Regions from separate parts of the Zea mays genome. Here region 2 is linked to region 1. A link is a contact called in public Hi-C data. All regions are on one chromosome and are shown on one strand. The core of a region is the stretch at or near the end of the contact, and the rest is flanking DNA. Distances in the headings are between cores, read along the strand shown.

Region 1 (6,573 bases), core at 2,319-4,818:
CGCTCTATGTTTCAATTAAACAATATGATCTTATCATGCATAATAATAAAAGCCACCTAAATTCGACACGGCAAATTAAGAAATCGACAAATGGGTCGTGAGAAACCACTTAAACCCAATACGACAAAAAACCATACGTAGCGCGCAACGCTCTCACAAATAATACCATCCAGCTATTTAAAAGAGAACGAGCGATCGAATGATTTATAAATAAAGATTAGACTTTTTTTTAACTTATATCTTTTTGAATTTTTTAGATAAGATAAATTGTAAAATTTGTTTTTATGTGCCGTCGTAGGTCATTGAACGGTGGATGCAGGATGCTTGAGTTGATAGAACCGAACGGAACTAACGGGGGAGTAGAACGAAGCACGGCATGACTGACTTAGGGAAGGGAAGCCGTATTTCCTACTCTAATTGAGAGCTAAAGCTATAAATAGGTAGTCTTAAGTTATCTCAAAACTTTAATGCACTTTATAATAAAGGTATATAACTTAAAAAAATTATAATAACTTAAGGGCTTATTTGGGAGCAAAATAATTAGAGTAAATTGAGAGGTTAGAATCCTTTACTATTCAATTTTAATTTTTAAAAAATAGCAAGAGATTCTTGCCCACTTAATCCTCTTCAATATGCTTACTCCCAAACAAACCTTAAAACTTTAAAAAATCTACATTTAAAAAAAATAGAATCTAAACATATGCGCTAGCTAATCGAACATGCCAGTGCTACTGCCTACAATTGGATACGTGTATCCAGCCAGCTACTGCTCCCAGTCCCAGAGTCCCAGGGCAAGGGCTCAAAATTGGGCCCTCAAATAGCCTTTGAATATAAGGTGGTGAGGATCTAAAACGCCGGCGCACACGCCGACACGCGACAACAAATTCGTCGTCATACAAGTTGTCTGACATCTTCTTCATGACGACTTCGCCTCTAAGGCCGGTCCAATGACGCGCGACAGCAAATCTGAAGCGCATGTGGTCAGGCAGCACTGATTGCTTCTCCAACCAAGGCATTGCGGCCGGCAACACCTCGATCGTCATCCGTGTGTCCGCCGGTGTCCAGTTCCGGGCTTCTGCCGTCTCCGCGACTCCAGCACTTAAGGTCGTTGCGGCGGCGATGGGCGATGCATATGGCACATGCGGGCATGCTCTCACGGTGCGGCGAACCACGACAAGCTCCAGCGGCGGCGCGGGCAGCTAGGCTCACCAACGACGTGAGCGGCCGCGAAATACGATGGCTTATATTAGTATTTTGCACGGGGCCTGCATATTTTGCATTTTTTGCCGGACGAGCCTGACTCGTGCGCTGATTGCATGTTTGCAGTAGCTCGATCAGGCTTTCAGGATCGGCGAATCCGTTTGATGATACCTAGCTACGCTATCAGAATGGTTGACTGTGCTGGGTGGCTAATTATTACTACTACTTCAACCCATAACACTATCAATTTCCATTGAAACGTACAGTACCCACTAGGAATTAAAGGGTCATAATAGTCAGATATAGAGCATGTTTGTTTGAGATTATAGGCTGCCTAGATTATATAATCCCACTTATTTTAAATGAACACTTGGTTCAAAAAAGGATCTCTTTGGTTTCTTTAGTTCAGGAAATAAAATTTAGTCACTACTATATTTGGTTGTATGGACTAAAAATATTAAGAGCACATTAAATAAATCATAAGAAGATCAAAATAGCTCTTAGCATTCTCCCACAATTAGTGTAAATGAAATAAATGATAGCCAAAAAGTGAAATTAATATAGTTTAGTTTATTTTAGTCACTCCGGGACTAAAGACAAATAATTTAGTCTCTATTTTAGTCCCACCGTTTTACAATTTAGAAACTAAATGAGACGTAAAATAAAGGCACTAATCTTTATTCTTTCAAATCAAACGGAAGTGAAATTATATAATCTCGCAGATTATAATCTCAAATGAAGACTCTCATAGTGCAGTCGCTGTAGGGTATTTAAGCTCGACTGGGCATTGCCGCAACCTTGCCGCCGCGCGCTGCCGTAAACACTAGGCCGAGAAGGTGTGTGTCCGTGGCTCCGCCGCGCGTGCATGTGCATCGAGGTATATTAATCACGGTCAGCGGTTGAGTTGGCCGGGGCACGTCAGCAGATGGCAACGGAGAAAATAAGCGAACGATGGCTTAGTTGTGACCATGATTCCATGAAAGGGATAATACACATACACATATGCCACTCTCGTCGACTATGAAAGAGCAAAAATGCACGATAGAGAAAAAAATGAGTGTACTAGTTTAGAAGAAGAACAGATCTAGCATGAGAGTTTTTATTTGGTAATCTAACTAATCTATACCACTATATAACAATCCACCGGTATAAACTTCGCAAAACCCAACCAACCAAATCACCCTCGCATCTATGACCTCTAATAAACGTACCAAACAAATTACACTCAGACTTAACACACCATCAAAACTAACAATTCAGATTGTTGGATAACCTACTCTCTTTTACTCATCCAACTTCAATAGATAATATTATTTGGATCATCCTTCATCTCCCCTTCCCCACGACCCCTCATCCTCCCCTAACTCACGTTGCCACCACCGTTGACCCCTCCCTCCTCAAAATCATAATGTTAGCACATCATATATGCTAGTGTTAGATAAAACATCATATCCTTCTACTTAACTCATCCTCCTCCCAAATCAATCTCGCCCCCTCCCTCTGTCGCTGCAAGTATCACCGAAACATGGTACAATAATACCATGTTGCATATCCTTGGAACATCGTTCCCGTTCTAAGAATGTGGGAACAAAAATCATGTCCTCGACTCCTCATAGTAGGAGAATGTCCATTAAAAAGCGTACTATGCTCCTTGATTGCCGCTCTCCATGACCCAATCATACCTAGACAATGGCGGACCTAGCATTTTTATATAGGGTATGCCGCAACAAATTTTTCGTATGCAGCAGTCAAAACCTCAACTTATAATAAAAAGGGATTAATGTTATATGAAGCATGAGCATCAGAAGAGACCCTTGCATATTTGCATCCACATATGAACGTGAAAGAATGATTTTGCAGCACTAGCTCTCCAATTCTCTCATTAAATTCTAACCACCAACTAAGCAATGTGTGCTACAGACTTGCACATAAATTTCAACTCTATCAAATACATTTTGATTCTCAATTTTTAGAATCTCACCACATTATCCAATAGTAATAAACTTCACCCCACTTCTGCTACAATTGTAGCACTGGTTGGCTCATCATGTATCTAACCACATAGAGACCACAACGACGAAGTAGCATAGGAGGCGTGAGTTGAGAAATGCTCACCTGGAAGGCCGGTGTCGTGGGCGACAGTAGCGGGCCACCGACCGTCGTGTAGACGAGGCCATAGGGAGGTGACCATAATGAATGCAGATGGGGAGCCGAGAATAGGGAGTGCAACGAGTCACAGCGTCATGGCGCCTGACGCATGGCACCAACCACGATTTGATGCCCGGCGACTGACTGGCTGTGATGAATGCTAGGACGACAGCGGCGACGCAAGCTCTGGTCAAGTGCGGGGCTGAAATAGGGGCAGATCTTGGTGGGCTGGGTGGTTGCCTTAGGGTGTGCCACGGCCCACCTAAAACCCCCTGTGAACAGGGTCCGTCCATGTCACCGTAAATTTGAACTTGAAGCATGCACATTATTTTAGGGATTAGAAAGAAAGATAGACTAGTCGTAGGACCCCATCTAGTTCATTTCAACGTGTCTTAGTTTATCTACTAAATTGCCCCGAAAAGAACATTAACTCCTATCAAGTTCATGGCGGGTCCTATCAGAATCTTATCAAGTTCAACTCTCGTCTAGTTTCTTCCACCATAGACACACTAATGTCCTAAGACTATTTTAGCAGATCCTCAGTCACATTCCTTATCTCATCCTCTATTTCAAACTTGTCTCTGCAAACAACGCCATCTACAGTTCCGCACCTCTATTTTACACACTTTACTTGAGACAGTCTAACATTCCTTCTCCAAACCGATACATGACCTAAATTGCACAACCACTAGTACAAACAAGCTCTATAGTGATGGTTGTTAACCTATTTTCACTGGCGTTTCTTAACCCGTCGGTGCTAAGTGACAGTAGAAATCATCATTTTTACAAGCGGGTAACTGAGGACCGCCAGTGAAAATCAATTTTCACTGGCGGTTGAGTTAGAAAACCGCCAGTGAAAATCAATTTCCACTGACGGTCGACGTAATAAAACTTTTAGTAAAAATTATTTTCAGAAACATTAAACGGGTTTTTAAAAAAACAAAAAAAATATTTAAGGGGATGTGAGTATTGCAAGTCATGACATTTTTTGCGCAAAATTTGCACGCTACGCGGCAGTTGTTAGGAATCAAACCACCAACCTCGCCCTGCACGTACTCTCCACTACCACTCCGCCTATGACATGCTTTATGGCTAATTTGTAGTATTTTTGTCCACATATTATAAACAACTGAGTGTAAATTGCTTGTTTAAGACCGTTACGAATTCAAATAAAAAGTTGTCAACTACAAAGTTCAATAACTTTTGAAGTTCTACAACTTTCATATTGTCGGCGTTTCGACCCCGAGGGGTCCCTGGACCGACGAGTAAATTTGTCGCTGCGTGCCCCTGCCCAGATGGGTTGGCGCGAGATGGAACACAAGGGGAAAGCGTGGCTCGTATTATCTCGCACCAGGGGGTGTGCTCGTAGTAGGGGTTACAAGCGTTCGCGAGAGAGAGAGTGAGCCTGTTCGTTAGATCGTTCCCCCGCGCGACCCTCTCGCATGAAGGCCCTGGACCTCCCTTTTATAGATGCAAGGAGAGGGTCCAGGTGTACAATGGGGGGTGTGGCTAGGCGCTAACGTGTCTGGCAGAGAGGTGCCTGAGCCCTGTGTACATGCCAACGTGGCTGTCGGAGAGGTGCTAGAGCCCTGTGTACGCGGTAACGTGGCTGTCGGAGAAGTGCTTGAGCCCTGTAGAAGCACAGCTGTCGGTGCTGCTGGGATCTTGCTGACGTCTCATTGCTTTCGTAGGGGGCTGAGAACCACCGTCGTCATGGACGCATGCGGGGAGCCATCATTACTTGTTACCGGGGCGAGCCAGATGGGACGCCGGTCTTGTTCCCCCGTAGCCTGAGCTAGCTAGGGGTAGGGTAATGATGTATCCCCCGTGACGCGGTCGGTCCGAGCCCAAGGTCGGGCGAGGCGGAGACTCCTCCTGAGGCCGAGGCCGGGGTCGGGCGAGGCGGAGACCACCTTCCGAGGCCGAGGTTGAGGCCGAGCCCTGGGGTCGGGCGAGGCGGAGACCACCTTCCGATGCCGAGGTTGAGGTCGAGCCCTGGGGTCGGGCGAGGCGGAGACCTCCTTCCGAGGCCGAGGCCTAAGGTCGGGCGAGGCGGAGTTTCCTGTTGCGCCCGAGGCTGAACTTGGCTGTTGTCAGCCTCACCCTGGTGGGTGGCACAACAGTCGGAGCGGGGCGAGCGGTGCTATTTTCCTGTCAGGTCGGTCAGTGAAAGGGCGAAGTGACTGCGGTCACTTCGACCTTGCCAACTGAGGCACGTGTGTCAGGATAAGGTGTCAGGCGATCCTCGCATTGAATGTGCCTGCGATACAGTCGGTTGGTGAGGCGATTTGGCCAAGGTTGCTTCACAACGAAGCCTGCCCGAGCTAGTCTTTGGGCGAGTCGAGGGTGCACCCGTTGCTTGAGGAGGCCCTCGGGCGAGGCGTGAATTCGTCCGGGACTACCGTTCCCGCCCGAGGCCGGGCTCGGGCGAGGCGAGATCGCGTCCCTTGGTAGACGAGGCCTTGACCTGAACCGCGCCCATCAGTCTTTGCGGTTTGTGCTGATGGTGGTTACCAGCCGTGTTTAGGAGTGTTGGGGGTACCCCTAATTACGGTACCCGACAGTAGCCCCCGAGCCTCAAAGGGAGTGTTGGTACTCGCTTGGAGGCTTTGCCGCACTTTTTTGCGAGGGGACCGGCCTTTCTCGGTTACACTTTGTTCCGGTGGGTGCGCGCGAGCGCACCCGCCGGGTGTAGCCCCCGAGGCCTCGGAGGAGTGGTTTGACTCCTCTGAGGTCTTAATGCCTTTCGTGACGCCTCGGCCGGCCTGGTTGTTCCCTCATGTGGCCTGGCCGTAGCCCAGGTGTGTGGGGGATAGATATCCCCCGGGTCCACTAAAAGAGTAAAAGACCTCACGAAAGGCCCAAGGGCCCAATAAATCGTAAGGTCATTCTTTCGTGGGCCTGGGGAGGGACGACCAGCAAAGTAGATCGGCATGGGGCCGGATTGGTGCAAACCCGGACGACCCACAACGTCGAGCGAGCGACCACAACAGAGATCCGACTTTCCCGCGCTGGAGCCCCCATGCAACGGAGCCATGCGAGGATAAGTCGGCAGAACTATAGGGAGATAAACTCAAACAGTTCACTATCTTTTAGTTACGCGTTGTTATCAAATCCACGTGTATTGCCCCACAGTCGAGTATATAAGGCCTAGGGGGCACCCCTTCAGAACGATCGACCCTATTACTGAGCCACCCACTCCAACTCTCCGCATTCAAAACTCAG
Region 2 (6,573 bases), core at 1,088-3,587, 260 kb after region 1:
TTAATTTGTGTAGTGTAATAACCTCTAATTGGGATCATGTTTTGTTTTGTGTTAAATTTTATGTTTCACTATTCAACCCCCTCTAGTCGACTATCAGAAGACAACTAGGCTAGCCACCAAAACCGACTAGGTCGAGTACCACGATGACAAAGTCAATTAGGCCAACCTCCAAATGTAGTAAGGCTAGATTCCCAAAGTCAACCAGGCCAACTTCCTCTGCCATGGCGACTATAGTGGCCAGTCTAGTTGTGAAACCCCGACCTAGTGGTTTTCAAACCAATTCATTTTAAGTTGATTTTTAGAATTGGAAACGTACCCAACACATTTTAGAGTTATTTTTTACTGGGATAAGACCACATGAGTGAACCACGCTCGATTGAGGTACCCAGCATCCAATCGATCAAAATACATATACTATCTCTTTTATCCCTTTGTTTACCTCTATCTTGTTTTTCATTGCATCTCTCAATGAGTTTTGACAGTGCTCTAAGTGGCTTGCCAATCCTAGGACAACGTTCACGTGCTTCTTCCCAACGGGACTTTCCAAGAGGTGTTGGAGAGTCTACCAGCAAAGAATAGGATCAACATCGGACTGATATCAGTTTTGACATTCTTCATTGTGTTCAAGATGGTATGTGTCCGCGGACATGCTAGCCCTTGCAATATGTGATCCGAATATCTTTAAGCATCAAAAGTGGAGCTAATTATTTTTGCCCTATTTAACTACTTTTATGTTATTGTCATGATTTTTTAAAATGATTAGATTGAGTGAGTGAAGATTATATATATATATATATATATATATATATATATATATATATATATATATATATATATATGGCTAATATTAATTTTGTTCCCCTTTTTGGTTCTTCGGCTATCTTTTGTACTCTGACATAAATGTTTATTTGGTTGTTACATATACCTTTATTATGTGCATGTATGATTGTTGCTGGTTTGAATGGTCCCCTTATGTTGAAAATTTAGCTCTGTGGTATTTCCAAAACAAATAGAGTCCAATTAGAATATGAATGATATCAGAATCTATCTACTACCAATGGAAATATGCACTGTTAAGTGCACCTTGACACCTAACAGAAAATAGGGGAAGTGAGGGATGAAAAACAAATATTTATTTTGGAGATTAATTTTTTCGGTTTTTGTTATTACATATATGCAAATTTGTATTCTTGTATTTAGCATTGAGCTTGTAAAGATTTATAAAAGATAAACCACAAATTTGTCATATATCCTATCAAATGATAGATATAAAATTTGGATATAGATACAGATTTAGGTATTTTCACTTTTTTTGTTGTAGCAGGGAGCAAATAATGCATGAAACAATTTATACAAAATTTTATTCTTATTTGTAGCTTGGTAACATAGGAAAAGATAAGCATTAAATTTTATATATATCTATTTTATAAAATACTAAATTTGTCATAACAATTTAGACATGACAGAGGCCTATATTTTCTGGACAGACGCTGAGAACAAAACCCTTAACAAAAGCGCACGTACGCATCACATCTTGTTTTGTTTTCTTAAGCGACCGGAGGGTGGAGTCACTCCGAGCCTGCTGGATGTTATTCAAAAGGAAAAAAGAAAAGATGTGTGCATTACATCACCATGTTCGCCACCCAAGAAACCATAACCGAATGCAACTTGTGCATTAGAAGATTGGATCAGTAACTTTCTACGGATATATGATATCCCAACCTACGAATCATAGTCCGGTGCAGCCTCGCCCCGTTCTTATCTCCACTGGATCACTGGACTGGACTGTAAGCATCGCATACACGTATCGGCATATCGCGATCCAAATGCTTCTTCACAAAATGGTAGGTGCCTAAATAAATTTTAGTTAAAAATGAATAAAAATAAGGTCTAATCCTAATCTGATATAATCATTAAATCTTATATTGTAAAATTTAGAGCTCATTATCACCTCTAGTCATATCTCATTTCCCCCTTTTAAGGACTATTATATATGATCTCCTATGAGTTGGCTTAAATCATAGTATTGAAGTTGCCTTTGTTTGTTCGTGGTTCATCGAACTAGGAATGCAAGTGGGCAAGTGCCAAGGAACTGAGCCCATCCAGGTTCATGATCAACTGGTACTTTCCTTGCTCTCTCTCAGGGAAAAAAAACCACAGTCCGCCAGTCCATCCATAGACCATAGTCCAAAAGGCAAGGTGAGGTTGCACCTTGAGGTCGTTCTATCAATAATCAATCCATCCATAGAGGCAAGGTGAGGTTGCCAAGGGGGCAAGTGCGTGGTCACAAAAGTGAGACACCGGATGAGCTTGCTGTGTCCATTGCACTCTTCACCTGAAGTGCGAGCTGTGAACCTTGGTGACCTCCCAAGAGGCACCTCACCCCCTCAAGGCAGGGATCACATGTATTAAATTTCAAAAAAAAACTCTATTATTGGTGCCAACTGTGCTGAATTTTCTTCATCACGTAAACAAAGCACATTCTGAAAGCAAAATGTTCATGTGAGGGCTAGGACTCGGCAAGTTTAGAAATTTTCAAGCAAAAGACGCGAGAGAAGGCCAAATTCTTTTGGCCTATATGAAGTTGAGGTGTCTGAAACGAGAGATCTCATTCTCATCACTCATCAGGCTGCCTCTGTCAATGGGTCACCACTCATCCAAGCCCCCCCATCCTTGCAAGTTGTCGGTCCAGCCAGCCACATAGAGACATATAATCACATAGATAAGGCGAATTCCACGGTCCCATCCAATTGCTTGCTTCAGACTTCAGAGGCTAGAGGCAATAGTTCTCTCTCCCGGTCCCGGGGAAAGCCATGGAGGAAGAGCAGAGCCCAAGGCTGGGCCGGGATCCGGCGACCGAGCCCAGTCCTGCGCCGGAATGGCCGGATTCGGACAGCAAGAACGACGACAGTGCGAACGACCCGGAGGACCCTGCCGGCGGCAGCGGCAGCGGCAGCGGCAACGGCATCAGCTCCTTGGAGCAGCCGCTGCTCAAGCGGAGCACCACCCTGACGGCCAGCCACCTGGCCATCGTCGGCGCCAAGGTCTCCCACATCGAGAGCCTCGACTACGAGTGAGCATTCCATCTTAGCTTGTTACTACTAATACCTCCATGCTTGTCATCGTGGCTGATGATGAAGTGCGGCTGGCTCTGCTCTTGCGTCCCAAAATTGAATTGCTCTGTCTGTCTGTTCTGTTCTTGGCACGCAGGATCATCGAGAACGACCTGTTCAAGCACGACTGGCGGAGCCGCTCCAACGTCGAGGTGCTTCAGTACATCTTCCTCAAGTGGGCCATGGCGTTCCTCGTCGGCCTCCTCACCGGCGTCATCGCGTCCCTCATCAACCTCGCCATCGAGAACATCTCCGGCCTCAAGATGCTCCAGATGGTCAACCTCGTCCGCGGGAAGCGCTACTGGGCGGGCTTCCTCTACTTCGCCGGCGTCAACTTCGCGCTCACCTTCGTCGCCGCGGTGCTCTGCGTCGTCTTCGCCCCCACCGCCGCTGGCCCTGGCATCCCCGAGATCAAGGCTTATCTCAACGGCGTCGACACGCCCAACATGTTCGGCGCGCCGCAGCTCATCGTCAAGGTCAAGCCGCTTTTCTCTCTTTTTTTTTTTTGGTTGGGGCCTTGGGGCTTTTCTGAAAAAGAAAAGAAACGGTTCCGTTCCTTGTCTCGTGCTGTCTGTGTGCCTGCAGATCATCGGCAGCATCGGCGCCGTGTCGTCGGGGATGGATCTCGGCAAGGAGGGCCCGCTGGTGCACATCGGCGCGTGCCTGGCCAACCTGCTCAGCCAGGGCGGCGAGGGCCGGTGGCGCCTGCGCTGGCGGTGGCTGCGCTACTTCAACAACGACCGCGACCGCCGGGACCTGATCACGTGCGGCGCGTCGTCCGGGGTGTGCGCGGCGTTCCGCGCGCCCGTCGGCGGCGTGCTGTTCGCGCTGGAGGAGGTGGCGACGTGGTGGCGCAGCGCGCTGCTTTGGCGCACCTTCTTCAGCACGGCCACCGTCGTGGTGGTGCTGCGCGGCTTCATCGAGGTGTGCAGGGACGGGCGCTGCGGCATGTTCGGCGAGGGCGGGCTCATCCTCTTCGACGTCAGTGACGTCACCGTCCGCTACCACGTCGGCGACCTCCTCCCCGTCACGCTCGTCGGCGTCCTCGGCGGGGTCCTGGGGGCACTCTACAACCACGTCCTCCACCAGGTGCTCCGGCTGTACAACCTGATCAACGCCAAGGGCCGGCTGGCGAAGCTGGCGCTCGCCCTCGCGGTGTCCGTGTTCACGTCGGCGGGGCTGTACCTCCTGCCGTTCGCTGTGCCGTGCACGCCGTGCGACCCGGCGTTCGGCGACGCGTGCCCGACGGTGGGCAAGTCCGGCAACTTCAAGCAGTTCAACTGCCCCACCGGCTACTACAACGACCTGGCGTCGCTGCTCCACGCCACCAACGTGGACGCCACGCGCAACATCTTCTCCACGGGCACCGCCGGCGAATTCAGGCTCGACTCGCTGCTCATCTTCTTCGGCATCTACTGCGTGCTGGGGCTCTTCACCTTCGGCATCGCTGTGCCGTCGGGGCTCTTCCTGCCCATCATCCTCATGGGCTCCGCCTACGGCCGCATCCTGGCGCTCGTGCTCGCGCGCTTCGTGAGGATCGACCACGGCCTCTACGCCGTGCTCGGCGCCGCCGCGCTCATGTCGGGCTCCATGAGGATGACCGTCTCGCTGTGCGTCATCTTCCTCGAGCTCACCAACAACCTCCTCCTGCTCCCCATCACCATGTTCGTGCTGCTCATCGCCAAGACGGTGGGCGACGCTTTCAACCCCAGCATCTACGAGATCATCCTCGACCTCAAGGGCCTGCCGTTCCTTGAGCCCAAGCCGGAAACGTGGATGAAGGACCTCGCAGTCGGCGAGCTCGCGGCCGCCAAGCCGCGGGTCGTCACGCTGCAGGTGATCGAGAAGGTGTCCACCGTCGTGGAGGTGCTGAGGTCCACGCCGCACAACGGGTTCCCCGTGCTGGACTGGCCGCGGCCAGGCGTATCGGAGCTCCACGGGCTGGTGCTCCGGTCCCACCTGATGGCCGTGCTCAAGAAGCGGTGGTTCCTGACGGACAAGAGGAGGACGGAGGAATGGGAGGCCCGTGAGAGGTTCTCGTCGACGGAGCTCGCGGAGAAGTCCGGGAGTATCGACGAGGTGGCGGTGCAGCTGACGCCGGAGGAGCTGGACATGTACATTGACCTCCACCCGTTCACCAACACCACGCCGTACACCGTCGTGGAGACCATGTCGGTGGCCAAGGCCGTGGTGCTCTTCCGCACCTGCGCGCTCCGGCACATGCTTATCATCCCAAAGTTCCAAGGGCCTGAGGTCCGTGCAACATCTTGTCACCTTTTCTTCAAGTCCAAGTACTGTTCTTTTGGAAAATTTCAAATGTATGTACTCTTCCTAACAAATTGGTGATCAATTTGTCTTCAGATAGCTCCAATCGTGGGGATCCTAACGAGGCAGGACCTGAGGGCACACAACATCCTTGGTGCATTCCCTCATTTGGCAAACAAAAGGAAAGTACACTAAGCTCTGTCGCGCCATTTTTGGTAAATTTAATGTTCTCTGCATCCAAAGAAAAAGGTCCAGCTGTTTTGTTTCCCCATGTTCTATTTTTCTCTGTAAGTAGATTGAGGATTTAATTTCTTGTCTCATGAGATTGTGTGAATAATAGCTTCCCATGTAAAATCACATCTTCACCTTCACTTTTCTGCTCGCACTTCGATCCTTGTAATCAAAAGGGGCAAACAAAACAACTACGAAATATACATTTTTTGGGAGATGTTTCGAATTGCTATTACTTGATTATTTTGCTTCGTTCTACATTATAAGAGATAACAGTGTTTAGTCGCAATTTGCTAAAGGTTCAGGCACAGACTCACAGTCAATTTGGTGGGTCAACCAGAAAGACAACTCTTGAGTTAACGACACAGCGCATAGACCAGCAAATTCCAAAAGATTTTCGAATTCATCCAACTGTAAATACTGAACTTTACTGGTTTAAAGCGGACCCCTGCCTTTGTTTTGGCCTTTTGCGTAAGCCAGCATGGATTGTGGACCGGGACCGCTAGGCGCTAGGGATGCAATAATGCTTGTTTTGTTTATTTCAACTAATAATGTGTGCAGAATGACGTAACAAAAAACTAAACTTAGCCGTGAAACCGGTTTTGTATTTGGGACGTTCTATACATACCATACAATGACGCACACCTCTAGCTCGAAAAATGTACAGAATAACATTTTTGTAGGGCTAGTTTGGATAACCTGTTCCCACAGGGATCCTCGTCCAATCCGCGGCGCGGGGAGGCGAGGCCTGTTTAGACCCTGACCTCCCATGCCACACCCTGTCTAAGGTGCAGCAGCCGATTTAGCCGCCACAACTGCGGTGCCGGAAGTGTGGCGCGGCGTGGGGACAGCGGCGGTGATCCAAACAGGCCCTTTCTTCCCTAACTATTCTATGCTCCTGTGTGGATGTATTACGGGTCAATTTTAAGTAGTAAGGGAATTACTTCCCATATATCTTATTTAA

Evidence for each region. A called contact is a pair of places that touch in the nucleus more often than the background predicts.
Region 2: a contact with region 1 is called in a Hi-C map of ear, with 2.4 times the contacts expected there. The contact joins the promoter of LOC100502532 here to the enhancer-like site in region 1. A contact is called at or near these places in 2 of 25 Hi-C or Micro-C datasets (ear and tassel).

The regions. Positions count from the first base shown.
Region 1 is chr9:112,282,188-112,288,760 of Zm-B73-REFERENCE-NAM-5.0, forward strand. No RefSeq gene overlaps it. Among protein-coding and RNA genes, the nearest start is that of LOC100284498, 15 kb to the left of the region's middle. Within about 2 kb of position 3,569, at least 13 of the 20 cell types and tissues checked have an H3K27ac peak or open chromatin away from gene starts, as enhancers often do. A contact at or near this core is called in ear and tassel, where this site is marked.
Region 2 is chr9:112,541,911-112,548,483 of Zm-B73-REFERENCE-NAM-5.0, forward strand. LOC100502532 (chloride channel protein) reads left to right here and starts at 2,338. Exons shown (of 4, transcript NM_001398833.1): 1 at 2,338-3,073; 2 at 3,211-3,589; 3 at 3,699-5,366; 4 at 5,475-5,840. The coding sequence starts at 2,814. The coding sequence ends at 5,573.